4 separate regions of the Mus musculus genome follow, and regions 1, 3 and 4 are each linked to region 2. Evidence: chromatin contacts called from public HiChIP or PLAC-seq and promoter capture Hi-C data. All regions are on one chromosome and are shown on one strand. The core of a region is the stretch at or near the end of the contact, and the rest is flanking DNA. Distances in the headings are between cores, read along the strand shown. Region 1 holds the start of Gemin5 (gem nuclear organelle associated protein 5). Region 2 holds the start of Flcn (folliculin). Region 3 holds the start of Aldh3a2 (aldehyde dehydrogenase family 3, subfamily A2). Region 4 holds the start of Slc47a2 (solute carrier family 47, member 2).

What was found. Promoter capture Hi-C pulls out the DNA fragments that hold promoters and counts their contacts. HiChIP or PLAC-seq counts read pairs in DNA pulled down with a chosen protein or histone mark. Capture Hi-C pulls out chosen DNA fragments and counts their contacts.
Region 1: a contact with region 2 is called in an HNF4G HiChIP or PLAC-seq map of pancreatic cancer cells. The contact joins the promoter of Gemin5 here to the promoter of Flcn in region 2. A contact is called at or near these places in 2 of 39 promoter capture datasets (cranial neural crest and pre-B cells) and 1 of 115 datasets of contacts at active chromatin or transcription factors (pancreatic cancer cells).
Region 3: a contact with region 2 is called in a promoter capture Hi-C map of liver, with 2.2 times the contacts expected there. The contact joins the promoter of Aldh3a2 here to the promoter of Flcn in region 2. A contact is called at or near these places in 1 of 39 promoter capture datasets (pre-B cells) and 1 of 9 other capture datasets (liver).
Region 4: a contact with region 2 is called in a promoter capture Hi-C map of liver, with 3 times the contacts expected there. The contact joins the promoter of Slc47a2 here to the promoter of Flcn in region 2. A contact is called at or near these places in 2 of 39 promoter capture datasets (both in liver).

The regions. Positions count from the first base shown.
Region 1 is chr11:58,167,259-58,169,958 of GRCm38.p6, reverse strand. Gemin5 (gem nuclear organelle associated protein 5) reads left to right here and starts at 1,420. Exons shown (of 28, transcript NM_172558.3): 1 at 1,420-1,671; 2 at 2,090-2,250. The coding sequence starts at 1,506.
Region 2 is chr11:59,808,653-59,811,352 of GRCm38.p6, reverse strand. It overlaps Flcn (folliculin), which reads left to right and starts at 1,314. Exons shown (of 13, transcript NM_146018.2): 1 at 1,314-1,693. Gm16062 (predicted gene 16062) reads right to left here and starts at 1,273. Exons shown (of 2, transcript NR_045686.1): 1 at 1,092-1,273.
Region 3 is chr11:61,265,865-61,268,564 of GRCm38.p6, reverse strand. Aldh3a2 (aldehyde dehydrogenase family 3, subfamily A2) reads left to right here and starts at 1,379. Exons shown (of 10, transcript NM_007437.5): 1 at 1,379-1,711. The coding sequence starts at 1,559.
Region 4 is chr11:61,341,429-61,344,128 of GRCm38.p6, reverse strand. It overlaps Slc47a2 (solute carrier family 47, member 2), which reads left to right and starts at 1,269. Exons shown (of 17, transcript NM_001033542.2): 1 at 1,269-1,512; 2 at 1,589-1,690. The coding sequence starts at 1,351. Slc47a1 (solute carrier family 47, member 1) reads left to right here. Exons shown (of 17, transcript NM_026183.5): 17 at 1-729.

The sequences.
Region 1 (2,700 bases), core at 171-2,670, 1.6 Mb after region 2:
CAAGCTGAAGTCAGTCAGTCTCTAGGCCCCATATCATGGAAAGAGAGCACCAACTCCTTGACCTCTGACCTCCATACACACACATTGTGAAATATGAGCACACACACACACACTAAATAAATAATAAAGACTAAGAGACGAGCTAATGCGTTTGTGTGCTCCTGGCAAAACTAGTGATCAATGTGGAGTCTGGTAACCCTGAATTTAGTGCCCTTAGGCTATGCTAGCATAGGTAAGGGCTCTCTATTAATGATAGCCATTGCAAGTTTCCATATGCCACATTCAGGAAGGGCTAACAGCAGTACAGAAGTACAGTCGAATCTGAACAAGTTGCTTGGGTTTGAGTTGTAAGCAGAGTTCAATTCTTTTTTCCCTCCACACCACTAACTAGTTCTCACAGCATAGGCACTCCATTAAGCAGGAGGCGGGATGTCAAACCTCTGCTCTTTAATCTTTGAATACCCCAGTATCAGGAATCAGAATTCCCACCCAACTACAGAGTCTCTTCCTGTCCTTTCTGATTCCTGACTCATTTCATTTATTTTGACAGGCTCTCATACTATAGCCCAGGCTGCCTAGCCTGGAGCACATGGCAATCCTCCTGCCTGAGTGCTGAGCCAGAGCTCAGATTCATTCTTTTAGTATTTCAGCTAAATACACTCTTGCATCTGTCTTTAAAACACCTCCCAAAAACTGGAAAAGTACGCCGCTATGTAGCATTTAAAAACAAACAAACAAACAAACAAACAAAAACTTGCCAGGCATGGTGGCGCACGCCTTTAATCCCAGCACTCGGGAGGCAAAGGCAGGCGGATTTCTGAGTTCGAGGCCAGCCTGGTCTACAGAGTGAGTTCCAGGATAGCCAGGGCTATACAGAGAAACCCTGTCTCGAACCCCCCCCCCCCAAAAAAAAAAAAACTTAATTGGGATACTGAACTGCCTTGTCCAATCTGTCCCAGATGTTTCTCGCTTAATAATACTTGCCTTGCTGGATTGGACAAAATAAGGAGCTTTAGTTAAATACAGGTATATATGGCGGTAAATGCACACAAACGCATTAGCTCATCTCTTAGTCAACCTTGAGGTTGGTAGAAACAGGGTATTTCACATCATGTTGGCCTTTATTATTTATTTAGCGCGTGTGTGTGTGTGTGTGTGTGTGTGTGTGTGTGTGTATGTGTGTGTGTGTTGGCCTTTATTATTTATTTAGCGTGTGTGTGTGTGTGTGTGTGTGCGTGTGCGTGTGCGTGTGCGTGTGTGCTCAGTGGCTGGTTGGCGGGTTCCACAGGTCTAAATCCTTAATTAAGGAAAATATGTAACCTCAGGACCTGGAATTTAGTTCCAGGCGGCGCACGGGAGCGAGAGGCGCGGGTTGGGCCTCAACGCGCTCCGTAGCGCCCGCCTCCAGGGGCGGGGTTTAAATCGATCCCGCCCCCTCCCGCTCCACGCCGCGGTTGCGAACCACCGTCCCAGAGCTCCTCTGCTGAGCTTGGGCGGCCGCGGAGATGAAGCCGGAGCCGCGGACGCTGCCGCCGTCCCCCAACTGGTACTGCTCACGCTGCAGCGACGCGGCGCCCGGAGGCATCTTTGGCTTCGCTGCGCGGACCTCCGTCTTCCTCGTCCGCGTGGGTCCGGGTGCGGGCGCGAGCCCAGGGGCGCCCCCGTTTCGAGGTGAGCCCCTCACGGGTCGGCGCAGTCCTTCCTGCCGTCCTCTTGGGGGAGTTCTGTAAGTCGCCGGGTCCGGCGGCGCGCGCACGTGGCCTCTCTCGCTTGGAGGGACTGACCCAGCCTAGACCCGGCGTTTAGGGTGCTCCTGGCCTTCCTGCTTGGCCAAGGCCCTGCCGGCCCCTAGTACGCCCCCTGGGGTGGGGGCTGTTCTCCCTTCTCTGATCCCGCTGGGCAATTACTTGACGGTGATGTCTGTAAGATGAGTGGTGATGACACCCAGCGTTTCTGTCTTTCGTCTGTGGATGTTTCTGTTCCATGTGTGTTAAGTGACTTCTGTTTATCTGCTTGTTGTTTGTCCAGCAACATGCAGGCTAACTGTCTGGATAGTGCTTTAGTTAACCAAGTCTGGTTTTGCTTGCAGTGGTAGGAGAGTTGGTGGGACACACTGAAAGAGTATCTGGTTTCACTTTTTCTCATCACCCTGGACAATACAACCTCTGTGCCACCAGCTCAGACGATGGAACTGTGAAGGTTTGGGATGTAGAGACCAAGACTGTAGTGACAGAACACACACTCCATCAGGTAATTGTGCATCCTGAGGCCTCAGATTGTTTTAATAGATCTCATGCATATGGAGGAATGCTACTCATTTTTGTTGGCTACTTAGATATGTTGGAAAGTCTCTCAAATAACTTTTTTTTAAAGATGCATGTTTTGTTTAGAAAGTAGAGTTTCTGGTAGCAGCTGTAACTTGGCTAGGTAGAGTGCCTGGCTAGCACACTCAAAGCCCTGGGCTCAGTCCCCAGAACTGCATAAATGAACATGGTGGTGCACACCTGTAATCATAGCACTTGGGAAGTGGAGGCAAAAAGATAGATAGTCATTCTCTTTTTTATATATATATATGTATATATATAGAGAGAGAGAGAAGGGGGGGGGTGTCAGTTTTTCCAATGTATGCCTGCACACCAAAGGGGGACATTCAGATCCCGTTATAGACCGTTTAAAACTACCGTGAGAGCTCTGGGAATC
Region 2 (2,700 bases), core at 65-2,564:
TATCTGCTTTCTTCTTCTGCTGTCTGCTTGCTCTAGTCTTGGAGAAGGGTAGGGAAGAGCCTCGTGGAGGACAGGAGATGACTCACAGTATCAGGAATAATCGGATTGGTAAAAATAAACACACACAAGACAATACCTAACACCATAACTCCACCCTGCACTCCTTAATCTTTACCAGGCAGTAAACAAAGTTATAGAACACAAGTTTGCATATTTTTTTTCCTCCTGCTCCCTCTTCCAACAAAACACGAAAGCTGAAATAGAGAGAAAGGAATCCGATCCCCGTGATTTGAAAAACAAACAGATACCAACTCATCAACTTCTACTCATCTGAAGCTTCCCACTTCCGGATAACCACATTCTGGGCGTCCTCGTGTACACAGCGGAGGCTGGCAGCGCTGGCCGCTGTGTACAGCTGGCAGCGTTAGTTACAGGCTCAAGCCCAGAGCTCTGTTCTCATCTGTCTTCAAGGGCCCATGGTATGCACTAATAGCTTTAAAATTCATTTAAAAAAAGATGTATTTTTTTTTATTATTTTTAAAATGTGAGTACACTGTCACTCTCTTCATGCACACCAGAAGAGAGCATTGGATCCCATTATAGATGGTTGTGAGCCACCATGTGGTTGTTTGGAATTGAACTCAGGACCTCTGGAAGAGCAGTTAATGCTCTTAACCGCTGAACCATCTCTCCAGCCCTTAAAATCCTTTTTTTTTCTTTTCTTTCTTTCTTTTTGGTTTTACAGGGTTTCTCTGTGTAGCCCTGGCTGTCCTGGAACTCATTCTTTAGACCAGGCTGGCCTGGAATTCAGAAATCCATCCGCCTGCCTCTGCCTCCCAAGTGCTGGGATTAAAGGCGTGCGCCACCACTGACCGGCTTAAAATTAATTTTTAAGTAGCTAAATAATATTCCATCCCTCATCCCCAAACGGGAAATCAAACCCAGGGCTTAGAGAAAACAACCCCACAATCCACGAACTGTTTTGAAAGCTAGTTTGCAAAGATAGGGCCGGCTCAGGGCAAGACTGAGCCGTGCACATGCGTGGTCCTGCTTCGCTCTGTACCCTCCTCCCTCCCAGGACCTGTCCGTACCTTCCACTTCTCTCGAAGGGGAGACGGTTTCTCTGATCTGCAACTTTACAGGCAGGGAGTGGAGTCCCAAGAACTCCCAGAATCCAGAGGAAATTTTCCGCAAATCTTTCCTCTTCGGTAGGGACAGGGCATGGACTGACTAATTCTCTCTGACTTTTTTGAAATGTCAGTTTTGACGTCACCCCTGCAGAATGGCTTCTCTCGGCGGCCGGAACCATCTACGCTTTTCCGCGGGGCGACTTGCCGCGCCGAGGGGCGCGCGTGGCCGAGGGGCTTGGATTCCTTGCCTGGAGGAGCATTACGTGACACAGCAAGGCTCCGCACATCCTAGTCGCCTGCGGGGGACGCAACGCTGCTCGCTCCGGCTAGTCACTGGCGTTGCCTGCCCTCTGCCGGCCTGCGGATGGTTCGGTCCGGCTGGGTCACGCGCTAAGGCTCAGTGCAAGGGCCTGCGGAACGGGCTAGCACTTGCCGAGGGGCAGAACAGTGGCGACAGCCCCAGGACAGTTGCGAGCGGGTTCCGGCCCAGCATCCGGGAGACGGCGGCAAGCGCCCCAGCTGGGTTGGTGTTGGGCCATAGGGCTGAATGGAAAGCGCGGATGGTAAACACCTGGGAGAGGGAGGTGGCAGGTTCCACCCCCCGTTTGGGGTAATTGCTTTAGTTTGACTGAATACTGTTGGGGACGTCGCCCTGCCAGTCAACCTCCGTTTTCTAGCAGGATGGCCGTCTGAGGACAGGGCAGGCAAGACACCTCATTTCTCTCCACTCTTAACAGGGTAACTCGTCCTCATGCGTTGGAAGAAATGGTTAGCCCTGGGATTAGCCAGTGGATCGCCGTTGAGGTCACAAGTGGCCCATAACAGTAGGGGGCCAGGAGGACCTACTGCAAGTATAGGGTGAATTTCCATTTCTCGGGGGTGGGGGTGGGGAAGCCTGGTACCACCCATGGTGTCCGGCAGAGAGAAAGACTACAGCTAGTGTATTGCTGGCAGTGCCGAGCTATCATAGTTGTCATTAAACAGTAGAGAGGACATGGCACGTGACAGTGTTTGCTCTGCTAGTGTCAAGTGACTGGGTGCTCTTTAAAGGAAGTCCTGCTGAAGTTGGCAGTAGTAGAGAGGGGAGTGGTTCTAAGTTGGAGATAAAGTTCCCTGCTGAGTTTCTTACCCACTCTATACTAGCTAGTGTAGTAGGGGGATCAGTGAGTTTCCTGTGGGAGACAGTTACAGCTCCTGCTGACTTCCGTGGAGATCCTTGTAACCCCTTGTTTGCCTACAAGGCACTCTTAGTGGCCTGGTGCTGTGAGAAGACAAGAAATAGAGATGAGGAAAAACTAGGGCACACCAGGGAAGGATGGTGTGGGTCTCGTTTGCCAGGCTTGTGGTTCAGACAGCGGGAGCAAATCTCGTACATGCACAGCCTGCCTCTCAAAGTATGACGCTGAGGAGACTGTCTTCAGCTCGAAAGGTTACTAGGAAAGGGTGGTTAGGCACACTCCCAGAAGCCGGCTCCTGTGGTAGAAGAATGTGGTAGACATTGGGATTGGGAGAGTAACAGAAGACCTAGGCTCCTTCCTCACCGGAATTCAGACGCCATATGCAATCCCGT
Region 3 (2,700 bases), core at 130-2,629, 1.5 Mb before region 2:
AGTTACTTCATGCAGGAAGGATTTCAGGAATAATGAAGGAAGCATGGGGGTGGAGTGGGGCGGATGGTCTCAAAGATCAGAAACTGCTCCAATGAATCTCAGCTGAAACTCATTGCAGTACTGCCCACTTCTGTGCCATTTGGAGACACTGTGACTGTCATCCTCTAGGACTAGGAGCCACCTTGTCCAAGAAATTCCTAGAGGCAGGAATATACTGACTCTCCTTCCACGATAGAAATGCCAGCACCTGCCACACTACTGAGTCCATGGGGAAACAGAAATCTTTAGTGTCCTGGTAGTCTGTCCTTCCTTCCTTCCTTACTTTCTTCCTCTGGCAGAACTTCCTGGGAGGCCAAGGAGGGAGGAGAACCTACTCTGGGCTCCTGAACTACAGAGTGTAAAACGGTAAGTACAGAGCTAAGAAGTAACAGATTCATAGTCGCCAACCAATCAAGCAAGCAGCCTATTAGAGTGCTATTGCTATATATAGTAGATATGTAGTATGGTTTGAACCACTCATTATTGGGCTCAACATATATTTTGAAGATCAAGTCAAAGAGACAGGGAACACTGTAGGAAGTATGAGTTGTTTGCTGAAGAATAATAAAAAGTTCTAATGAAATTAACTATAAGAAGTCCATTATAAGTGTAAATAGAGATTAGCATTTAAATGTGTCCTTGGGAGTCCAAGGAAAGATTGGGTGAGAGCCTTCTCTGCTCTCTACTGGTAGAATTAGATGAGTGACTGCGCGGAGAGAACTTAGTCCCAGACATTTGAATACTTTAATGGGTCAGAAAAGGGAGAAATCCAGAGATGGAAAACCTAGGGAACGCCAAGGAAGGGAAGCGGAAATGTTTCCAGAAGATGGGAAGGACAACACAAAGTGACCGCCGTCGCTGAGCAGCCCCAGATGGGTACGAAAGTCAACCATTGCTAATTAGCCTGGAGAGGAAATTTGGGAAAAAACCTTGGATGGTACGCAGTAGAGAGGATTGAAAATCAGTGTGGGCGATGACAATGCTTGTGTGTGTGTGTGTGTGTGTGTGTGTATACACTGGATTCACCTCCTTCGCGTGCGTCACCCGGCCCGCCCCACCCAGGCCCGCCCTACCCAGGCCCAGCGACTTTGCCTCTGAATCTGAGGCACTGCAGGCGAAGGGAGACTACTTCCGGCCGGGTGAGCACCCTCGGGCCTCAGTTCCTCCTCCTAGAGGACGCTTGGCTCTTTTCTGAAGCCAGAAGGACTTCTTCCGCGTCTTCGCGTGCCAAAAATTGCACCTACACACCCGGCGCCCGGGGACCGCAATCCCGCGGCTAGATTAGAGGTAAGGGGCGGGGCCTCATAGTCACGTGCAGCAGCTCAGCCAATGAGTGCGCACTTTGTCGTTAGCAGGGAAGTGCTGGGGTTTGGCCCACACCCGGGCCGGGTCTAGGCCAGTAGGCGGATAGGACCCAGCAGCGGAAAGTGGCAGTGAGCTGTGGCATCATCCATAGCAGCTCCTTACTGGTACTGTGCTCCCTCACCTGCCTCGCTCCGCGTTCTCCTCAGGCCCGGCCATGGAGCGCCAGGTCCTACGGCTTCGCCAGGCGTTCCGGTCCGGCCGATCTCGGCCGCTGCGCTTCCGATTGCAGCAGCTTGAGGCCCTGCGGAGGATGGTGCAAGAGCGCGAGAAGGAAATCTTAGCAGCCATCGCGGCAGACCTGAGCAAAGTGAGCCTCCACAGGGTGGGAGGGGCCCGATGAGCCACCTTATTCCTTCTCTGTAGCAGGTTGTTTGGTTTTGTTTATCCAGCAGTTAAGAGGAAGCAGAGTACCCTGGACTCTGGACTCTCCAGCCCCGCTTAGAGCCCAAACTGTTGTATTTGCACTCATATTGAAGTGCATACTTTACTTGGCGCCGGCAATTTCTCGTCTGCGAACGCTCTGTATAGCCTTGCCCATTTCTGCTGCGTTCATAGTCTCTTTCCTTACAATGTGCAGTTAACTCTGGATAGGCTGGATCTCAGTAGTTTGTCTGCTTGGTAGGTTTCAGCTATTTCACTCCCTGTCTTTATTTCATGACGTTAAAAGAATGGTTTCTTTTTGTTGACAGTTCTTTTTATTTCCTATAATCTTCAGCACTGAAATTCCCCATATGACTTTGTGTGACATTAATCATATACATGATTGACCTCCAGTATACAGACAATCACCCTGGGGACCTGATAAAATACAAATCCTGACTTAGTCCTCGTGAGACTGTGTCTGAGATTTCTAATGAGGGCCCAGGTGATAACATATGGCCTGTTTAGAAGCAAGCTTTGAGTACCAAGGTTTTAAGTAGTGTTCAAGGTACAACTATGGTCTGTTGTACTCTCTAGTAATATTATTTCTCCCTTTTACTTTCTATCTGTATTCCAGGCATGGTAAGACCTCTATTTTCAGATTTTCAATCAAAGACTGCTTCAAAAAGTGGTAACAGTAGTTGTAGTAGAATCTAGAAACCTTCCTTCAGAGTACTTCTGGTAAAGAGGGGCTGTGGTAATTAGTAAACAAGATAGGATAGTGAATATTAAAACTCTGTGAATCATCCACTCCTCAAACATCAGATAGTTTGTGTATGTTTGTTCATACATAGCGTTCCTGAAGAAAATATATTAAGTCCAGAATTTAAAATCTGGCTCCAAAGTAGAACATATGCAGGTGTGACTCTGGTTATA
Region 4 (2,700 bases), core at 20-2,519, 1.5 Mb before region 2:
TCTGTATGTGTCTCTCTTTGGGTGTGTGTTTGAGAGAGACAGAGAGAGGGAGACACCCCCCCAAGAGATATAAACAGAAAGACAAAGAGACATAGATGAGACAGAGGCAGAGGAGATGCTCTGGAGTGGACAATGCCTGCAATATACTTACCTACCAAATACCAGTATTCGAAACATTGTACCAACCGGAATGTTGATTTTGCACCCCTGGGATTGCAGGGAGTCACCTGGAGACTCTAGCTCACTGCCACTGTCCCCATGTTTCCAAAGGATAGTGTCACACATTGTGAACCCAGGAAAAGCTCCCCGTTCAAAAACAGTCTCTTCTGAATGCGTGTCACTTTTGCATCAATGTTAAAGTTGAGCCCCTGGAAAGTGAATCACTGTTTAAGTCTGGGCCCACGTGCAGTTTTGAACATAGAGACAATTCAGAGCCAGTCATTATAGTTAACAGAATTCAACTGTGCCCATGGGAATTATGAACTGAGAATTCAAAAATTTTGTTTCTCTAATAAATAAGGTAAACACCATATAGTGCAATGTGGGGGAGACTATGGGGGAGTATTAATTCATCTGCCACTGTCAAACATGCACTGCTGTCTACTGTCTTCATTCCGGGCTGGAATTCCTATTTCTTCTGCCTATTGTTTTCTATGCTACAAAACTATATCTGAACTGCTTCTATATTCTTGCTGTGTGACTTCTATTAAATACATTTTATGATATGTCTCTGGGCTGTAGATTATTATTCCGTGAGCAAACAGCGTTTATAAATCATCAGAGGAAGCTCAGATTCCCCTGGGAGAGGGGTGCAGGCAACGGGAGGTCTCTGGAGCTGTAAAGCGATGAAGACCCAGAGTGACAATCCCCCTGGTGGTGGCCATTGGACAAAGCTTGAACAAAGTCGAAGCCCAATTCTTCCAGCCTCTGAAGGGTTGATTAAGTACACACGGATAATTCAGCAAACTTCCAAAGTACAGAAAATGAACACAATTAGAAACGTCAGTCACTATGAGTGTAAAACGGCTCAATTTATTTTTTCTTTTGGTGGTTGGGGCTGGGGTTGGAGTCTGCTACAGGCAGGCATTCCTCATTGAGCTACACCAGCAGCTACACAGTGGCGTTTGGATGGGACCACCTAAACCATCCCTCAGCTTAATTCTTGTTGTGTCTATAAGCACCCAGGCCGAGGCTTGTGCCGCGCGCTGCGCTCGGCGACGGTTGGATTTGGACGCGGCGCCCGGGGCGGGGTGGCGCGTGGGGCGGTTCCCGCCCGGCTCCCTGCACTTCGCAGTGGCTACTCGACTCACGGCTCCACGTGTGGATCGCGCCACTATCTGAGCCTGTGCCATGGAGCCGGCCGAGGACAGCCTGGGAGCCACCATCCAGCCCCCGGAGCTGGTCCGCGTCCCACGGGGGCGCAGTCTGAGGATCCTGCTGGGCCTTCGAGGAGCGCTGTCCCCCGACGTGAGACGGGAGGCGGCCGCGCTAGTGGCGCTCGCGGGCCCGGTGGTGAGTTGGACCCCGAGCTGCGGGCGCGGGGCGACCTCAGGCGGCCCGAGAGTGACCGCCTCTCTGCTCCTTGCAGTTCCTGGCGCAGCTGATGATCTTTCTCATCAGCATCGTCAGTTCCATCTTCTGCGGACACCTGGGCAAAGTCGAGTTGGACGCCGTGACACTCGCTGTTTCCGTAGGTGCTAACTGTTTCAGCTGATGATGTGGTAAAGCCGGAAAGCTTTAATGTGTTTTTATTTGTATAGCGCTGGAAATGGCCTCAGTGCCAAGAATCCGAATTAGAACTGCAGGGTCTGGGTCTGACCCACCGTGCTACTATGATCTTCAGATTTGGGAAGAGAGCGAGTTCAGAGTAAATCCCCGCTTCACCCCCTCCCAACCCCCAGGCACTGCGTCCTGGGGGGACATGAAAGGAGTGTCCCAAGCAGACCACATGGTGCACAGCTACCCTAAATGAACTTTGTGTCCCCACTTCTGAAACCAAACCACCAAAGCTATTAGTTACACGGTTCATTAAGATTGCATGTAAAGTGTCTTTCTTCCTCATGGCTTGCAATCCCGCGTCCTTAGAAGCCTCTCTCCATCTGCTAGCAAGGTAGTGGAAAGCAGCTCGCTTGCATTTGATCCTCACTTTCAGACAGGAGAGAAACTCTTCCTCCAAGGGAGGTGATGGCGACTGGGTCCTCCCCTATTTCCGAAAGTGTCCCTTCTGCCCGCTAGGATGTTGGAATGCCCTGTGCAATAGTGGAGGTCCGCAGTTTCTCTTTCAGTATAATGGAGGAGAGAGACCTGGCGCTCGCTCTCTCTCTCTCTCTCTCTCTCTCTCTCTCTCTCTCTCTCTCTCTCTCTCTGTGTGTGTGTGTGTCTCAGTTTATGTATGGATCTATAACTGTACTGTCAGAATTATAGTTTTAGTTTTCTCTCTCTCTCTCTCTCTGTGTGTGTGTGTCTCAGTTTATGTATGGATCTATAACTGTACTGTCAGAATTATAGTTTTCTCTCTCTCTCTCTCTCTCTCTCTCTCTCTCTCTCTCTCTCTCTCTCTCCTCTTTCTCTGTTGTTGTTGTCTGGCAATTTCCTTTCCTTTTCCTGTTATGTCTCTAGAGTTTCGATGTAAAAACAACAGGAATAAATGCGACCCACAGTGAGACAGGAGGCTTGGCGGTGGTCCGTGGGAGCACCAGT